2 separate regions of the Mus musculus genome follow, and region 1 is linked to region 2. Evidence: chromatin contacts called from public HiChIP or PLAC-seq data. All regions are on one chromosome and are shown on one strand. The core of a region is the stretch at or near the end of the contact, and the rest is flanking DNA. Distances in the headings are between cores, read along the strand shown. Region 1 overlaps Cnih4 (cornichon family AMPA receptor auxiliary protein 4). Region 2 has its middle 3.0 kb from the start of Lefty2.

The links. HiChIP or PLAC-seq counts read pairs in DNA pulled down with a chosen protein or histone mark.
Region 1: an H3K27ac HiChIP or PLAC-seq map of embryonic stem cells shows a contact between it and region 2, with 12 read pairs. The contact joins two enhancer-like sites. A contact is called at or near these places in 17 of 39 promoter capture datasets (the 3T3-L1 cell line, 3T3-L1-derived adipocytes, the C10 cell line and 11 more), 2 of 484 Hi-C or Micro-C datasets (embryonic stem cells and pre-B cells), 3 of 115 datasets of contacts at active chromatin or transcription factors (embryonic stem cells and large pre-B cells) and 3 of 9 other capture datasets (adipose tissue, embryonic stem cells and liver).

What each region holds. Positions count from the first base shown.
Region 1 is chr1:181,161,671-181,165,232 of GRCm38.p6, forward strand. Cnih4 (cornichon family AMPA receptor auxiliary protein 4) reads left to right here. Exons shown (of 5, transcript NM_030131.3): 4 at 405-545. Among named protein-coding and RNA genes, the nearest start is that of Cnih4, 13 kb to the left of the region's middle. Within about 2 kb of position 2,226, at least 5 of the 459 cell types and tissues checked have an H3K27ac peak or open chromatin away from gene starts, as enhancers often do. A contact at or near this core is called in embryonic stem cells, where this site is marked.
Region 2 is chr1:180,888,480-180,891,776 of GRCm38.p6, forward strand. No RefSeq gene overlaps it. Among named protein-coding and RNA genes, the nearest start is that of Lefty2, 3.0 kb to the right of the region's middle. Within about 2 kb of position 1,477, at least 26 of the 459 cell types and tissues checked have an H3K27ac peak or open chromatin away from gene starts, as enhancers often do. A contact at or near this core is called in embryonic stem cells, where this site is marked.

The DNA.
Region 1 (3,562 bases), core at 976-3,475, 270 kb after region 2:
ACACTTGATGTCTTCCTTTGCCCTCCATCTGTACACACACACACATAAACACACAAAAAGATCCTTAGAAGTTTCTGAGGACTTTATAACATTAATTTGGTTTTAGAATCTCCTTTAACTTATATCTAATGAGAAAGCTAAAGAGAGACAGATGTGTTAAAGGGTCTCAGTTTTTATTAGGTTTTACTACTCTGTCTGTTTCAGTGGGGAGAAAATTACATGAAAAGTTAACAGTAGCTTCCAGAGGAAAACCAAATGGTAGACTTCATCATGCAGCTCTATTTTGTCTGAATTTGAGGCTGCAGTACTTGGCTCACATTTGCAGGTTCACTGCTATTTTGAAACTGTTTTTCAGTATTCATGCTGAGATCTGAGTGTCTTTTAATGTGTGTGTCCTTTGTCAGGTTCATTATGGTGCCAAGTGGCAACATGGGAGTATTTGATCCAACAGAAATACACAACCGGGGACAGTTAAAGTCACACATGAAAGAAGCCATGATCAAGCTTGGTTTCTACCTGCTCTGTTTCTTCATGTATCTCTATAGGTAAGTTTAGAATAGCTTTCATTCTGAATACCATGCCTGCCTTTGTTTTGTGAGGTATTACTGTACTGGAGAATTTTGAATTAACATTGTAACACTTTTGGAAATTATGTGAATTTATTGTAGCTGTGTTCATTTTTTATGTCATTAAATTAGTGTTCGATCTAACTGTCTTAGTTAGGGTTTTACTGCTGTGAACAGACACCCTGACCAATGCAAGTCTTAGAAAAGACAACATTTAATTGGGGCTGGCTTACAAGTTGAGAGGTTCAGTCCATTATCATCAAGGCAGGGACATGGCAGCATCCAGGCAGGCATGGTGCAGGAGGAGCTGAGAGTTCTACACCTTCATCTGAAGGCTCCTCATGGAAGACTGACTTCCAGGAAGCTAGGACAAGGGTAGTAAAGCCCACACCGAGTCCAACAAGGCCACATCTAACAATGCCAGTCCTTGGGCCAAGCATATTCAAACCACCACACTATATCTTGGGTATTCTAAGTTTCTGGGCTAATATCCACTTATCAGTGAGTACATATCATTTGAGTTCTTTTGTGATTGGGTTACCTCACTCAGGATAATGCCCTCCAGGTCCAACCATTTGCCTAGGAATTTCATAAATTCATTCTTTTTATTTTTTTATTTTTTTGTTTTTTTGTTTTTTGAGACAGGGTTTCTCTGTATAGCCCTGGCTGTCCTGGAACTCACTTTGTAGACCAGGCTGGCCTCGAACTCAGAAATCCACCTGCCTCTGCCTCCCGAGTGCTGGGATTAAAGGCGTGCGCCACCACGCCCGGCAATTCATTCTTTTTAATAGCTGAGTAGTACTCCATTGTGTACCACCTATTTCTTAGCTGTTGAGGTGATTGATATACTTAAAACTGCCATTGGTCTTCTTTACTCATAGAGTCTAGCTGAGAGGTTTCACTGTTCTGTTTCAAAAAGCCAGAAGGAAAAATATGTACATGCATACATATGTATGTACACAGACAGACAGACAGACAGACAGACAGACAGACAGACAGACAGAGAGAAGGGGATGTCCTAGAACTTGAGTTACAGTTATGAGCTGCCATACAAGTGCTGGGAACTGAAACTTGGTCCTCCTCAAGGACAAGAAGTGCTCTTAAGCACTGAGCTATGTCTCCACCCCAAGATACTGGTTTGTAAAGCATTATTTTAGCCAGGCATAGTGGTTTACATCTTTAATCTCAGCATTTGAGAGGCTGAGAATCACAAATTAGTGCCATCCAGGACTACTTAGTAAGATCCATGGTTCCCAAGTTACAGCAAGATCCTATCTCAAAAATAAGAAAACAAGAGAGACAGAGAGAGAGCGTAGCACTTTAGGGGCAGGGCTAGGGTGTGGTCCTTACTGCTACCAGTGGGCAGCCTGAGGCACTGTTTAGTCTGGGCTGCTGTACCCTGTGGGGTGCATCCTCCCCTTTTCTATCCTCGTTTGCCTTTGTCGGCTTCTTGTTTTGGGTACATCGTGGTTACCTTACCCCCTGAATGTGATCCGTAGTTGAAATGGTTGGGGTGGATGCTTTTGTTTAAAAAAGATTTTATCACCAGATTGTCAGCTTTTATTTCAGGGGTTTTCCATTTCTCTCACACCTGCTCCAGTACCTTTCACTCAGCTTGCATTCAGGGAATCCTTAAATGGAAGTAAAGTTTTGGGGAAATGCTCCCATTGTTTTAGAGAAGGGTGGAGCGCATGCCTTGGATCTGATGGCCACGTTGCTCACCCAGTGGGATCTGGGCTCTACTACCTATTGTGAGATTTAGGGTGCACTTCTTACTTAGCCTCTCTGTACCTTGGGTTTTCATCTGATCATGGGCTCTCACTAAAACTTACCTCATGGGATTGCAGCAAGAACTAAGTGCTATGAAGTGCTTGAGTTTATCATCTATAGTAAACTCAAAATCTTCAAATTATCAGCGACAGCATTTAACCTGCACTGTACACTGTGTGTTTAATGAGCCTGACTGGTTATTCTGTTGGTAACTGAGTAAGGCTGAGTTTTGTCCATGCGCTGGAGTCATTTGTTAGTCAAGGTTGATCTTGATCAGATGATCAAGAACAAGGTTGATCCTTGCACATAAGATATATTTCTCTTTTTTGTTTATTTTCATTGTTTTTCAAGACAAGGTTTCAGTGTGTAGTCCTGGGTATCCTGGAACCCACTTTCAGGCTGGCCTTAAACTCATAGAGATCCACCTGCCTCTGCCTCCCAGGTGCTGGGATTGAAGGTATGCGCCACCATGCCTGGCTGTGTCTCATTTGTAAAAAATTATTTATTTTTATTTTTTATGTGCATTGGTGGTGTTCTTGTGTATGTGTCTGTGCAAGGGTGTTGAATCCCCTGGAACTGGAGTTATAGACAGTTGAGAGCTACCTTGTGGGTGCTAAGAATTGAACCCGAGTCCTCTGAAAGAGCAGCAGATGGTCTTAACCAGAGCCATCTCTCCAGGCCCTTTTGTTTTGTTTTATGTTTTTTGTTTTTCGAAACAGGGTTTCTCTGTGTAGCCCTGGCAGTCCTGGAACTCACTCTGTAGATCAGGCTGGCCTCGAACTCAGAAATCTGCCTGCCTCTGCCTCCCAAGTTCTAGGATTAAAGGCGTGCGCCACCATGCCCGGTTTTTTTCTTTTTCTTTTCTTTCTTTTCCTTCCTTCCTTCCTTGGTTTTGGTTTTGGTTTTGGTTTTGGTTTTGGTTTTGGTTTTTCCAGACAGGGTTTCCTGGAACTCACTCTGTAGACCAGGCTGGCCTCGAACTCAGAAATCCGCCTGCCTCTGCCTCCCAAGTTCTAGGATTAAAGGGGTGCGCCACCACCCCCCCAGCTTTTTTTTTTTTTTCTTTTTCTTTAAAAAAAAATTTTTTTTATGTGAATATACTGAAACTGTTTTCAGATAACACCAGAAGAGAGCATCAGATCCCATTAGAGATGGTTGTGAGCCACCATGTAGTTGCTGGGAATTGAACTCGGACCTCTGGAAGAACAGCCAGTGTTCTTAACTGC
Region 2 (3,297 bases), core at 227-2,726:
GGAGCGAACAGGGTTGTGGGGAGTTCGTTCGGTGCTTGTGCACCGGCCCTAAGGAACACACATCAGGTGGTGGCCTCAAGTGTTTGTATTTTGCCACAGCACTTCTGTGACCACTCAGAACATTCGCAGCATAGAAGCTCCGAAGGGCGGGGCTGTGGTGGAGGAGGGGGCACCTCTGCAACCTCAAAGAAGTCTGCCCTGTCCCCGCCTTAGAAGCCCTTGGGGGAGAGGTCTGATTTACACAGCTTTCTAGGACCGGAGGTGCTTTCCGGCTTTCAGGCCGGGCCGGGCTCCACCTCAGACACCCCGTCCCACTCAGATCCACAATATGAGGGAGAGGCCTAGCTTTTGCATCACAAAAGTAGCCCCACCCTCCCCCTACTTGGGCAATCTGCCCACTGTAAAAGTTTCCTAATCCACATCTGCTTCCTTCTTTGGGCCGTGGCTAATTGCCCAATCACTGTATTTCCCCAACAGAACTCCGAGGGCTCCTGGGAATCCACATCCAGGAGTCTTGGGAAGATCGACTCTGGGAGATTGACCCTCTGTTTTTCTGTCTGCGTTTTACACTGCCCTGCCCCCATTGGACCCCGAGTCGTCTGGGTTCCCAAGCTGCCTGCTGCTGATGGATGGCATCTGGCAGTAAAGCCAGCAGCAGACAGAGTTTGAGGTGTGGGAAGAGCTATGACCTTTGAGTGTCTGTGTATCAGTCCCGTGTGACCCTGGAATGCTGCAGCCCCTCCGAGACTGTTTTCTCTGTACCATCTACACTGTCTGGATAGTTAGTTTCTGCTCTGAGATGTCTGGTTCTACACACTAGCAGGGAAAGAGGATGGTTTGTCTAGACCAGTCCTTCATTGATACTGAACATCACCAGGCGATGATGATGGGGCGTTCCCTAAATTGGGAAGGGGGCTTAGTTTCTCAGTGTGGATCACCTATGCACGCCCCTAGAGGTCACCCCAGGAGTGCTCTGGGGAAGGGTTCGCCAATTCAGCCTCAGGGCCCAGGGATTCTGAGTCCCTAAAGCGACTCCCAGGTATTCCAGGTTTTTTCTTTTTAACTTAAAAAAAAAAAAAGGTGTTTTTATAGGCTAGAGAGATGGCTCAGCGGTTATGATCACTGGCTCTTGTTCCAGAGGTCCTGAGCTCAATTCCCAGCAGCCATGTGGTGGCTCACAACCATCTGTAATAGGATCCGATGCCGTCCTCTGGTGTGTGCCCTCTTCTGGTGCGTCCGAGGAGAACCACAATGTACTCACATACATAAAATAAGTAAATATAAAGATATATTTTTAAAAAACAAGGTGTTTTTATTGGGGGCGAGGAAACACACATATGCAGTAGACACACAGAGAAAAACACTCTCTGCAAAGCAGAGGACGGATTCAGAAAGCTGAGATTCCCTATCCCAGGTCCTTAGCGAGGCCAAATAATGACTATGCAGTTCCTCTTCTACCCAGGGCCCAATTCTGAACTTCCTAGGCTTAGCTATTCTATTGCTGATCACTCTGGGTGCCCCAGAAGGCCTCAGACCCAAGGTGTCCTTGAGGTGGCGGTAGAGATCCCCTGTGTACATCTGCAAGTCAGAAAGCATCTGCCCCAGATGCCTGTCCTTTGGCTCTGGCACAGAAGGTCTTACTGAACACAGCAGGGCCTTGGGTGTTACATTTTGACACGAAGCCAGCTACGATGATAAGCCACAGGGTTTCCTTTCGCCCATTGCAAGGGTGGTGAACTCTTGCATATTTAAGGCACACCAGCCCAGAAGAGCTTCCAGGGACGAAGGACCTCACGTTCTGGTGGCCTGTAAATGTGACACCTCTGTGCCGTTTGGCTTGACTAAAGCCCCAAATGTTAGCATCCTATAAAGTCCCTTCCCTGTTAATCACTTGCAAAGGAAGGCAGCGGCGGTGTTCCTTTTGAAGAAAGCCGGATACAGAGTGGGGGTCTTATATTTCAGGGGCTCCTCATTAGGAGATGTGAGCTCCAGGATGGGATTAGATTTTGTTTTTCTGTTTTTCTGTGCTGGGGGATGGAACTCAGGACCTTTCGAATGCTAGGTGAGCGTCCAGACACTGAGCTACCCCCAGCCCCAGATGAGACATTTGAAGTCCTTCTGGGGCATTACCTAGTTTCCTTGGAAACAGAGGTGGGAGATAAGAGAAAAATGACTGAGAAGCAGGTCTGTGACCCTGGGACTTCCCTCTCTGGGGCCAGCTGCCTGGATTTCTATATTTCCTCTTACTTCAGCCTGCCTATCCTGTGACCCCTCCAAACTCTCTGTCATATATATCCAAATAGCCCTAACTTTGGCAGTCAATATCTGCCCTTAGACAGGTCATGTAACAGTTTTACGCCTCGGTGTCTTCATCTATTAAGTGGAAATAATAATGCAAACCTCCCTGTCTACCCCAGGGATAAAGAGTTAACAATGCCAGGCATGGTAGTACATGCCTAGAATCTCTGCACCAGGGAGGCTGAGGTAGGAGGACTTTGAGTTCAAGGCTAGCCTGGGCTACATAATGAGACCTTGTCACAAAACAAAACAAAGCCAACACACACACACACACACACACACACACACACACACACACCCCAAAACCACACACACATCTTGCATGCATGATTTATTATGATTAGGGACAGATTTTTTTTTCTTTTCTTTGACGTGGTAGAGATCAAAACCAAGGACTTGCAAATGCTGTACTAGAGACTTAGACCCTTAGCCTTATCAGAGTTATTTCTGCTCCTCTCTTTTTTTTTTTTTTTGGGTTTTTTTTTGAGACAGGGTTTCTCTGTATAGCCCTGGCTGTCCTGGAACTCACTCTGTAGACCAGGCTGGCCTCGAACTCAGAAATTCTGCCTCTGCCCCTCGAGTGCTGGGATTAAAGGCGTGCGCCACCCTGCCCGGCAGTTATGTTCCTCTTCTAAGTTCTGAGCCCACCCACTTACTACTATAAATCTTCTACATATATTAATATGTACGTGAGAATGTGTACATATGTGTGCTCGTGCATGCACTCGTGTGTGTGTGTGTGTGTGTGTGTGTGTGTGTGTGTGTGTGTGTTTGGGCTGTTACCCAGAGCCCTTGAACCTGAGAGGGTTTTCTCTGCTCTCAGGGTTGTTTGAGAAAGGTAGAACACAGCGCATACACACCCAGGGGCCAGTGTCCTCCTGGGAAGGCAGAGAGGTGATCCCTGTCCACCAGGCCCTTTGGCCCTTAAGCTCCTCTGTGGCCATTGTTCACCTCTCATTGGCTACAGGAAAGGTTTCCTTCTGCACACACTTAGACCTC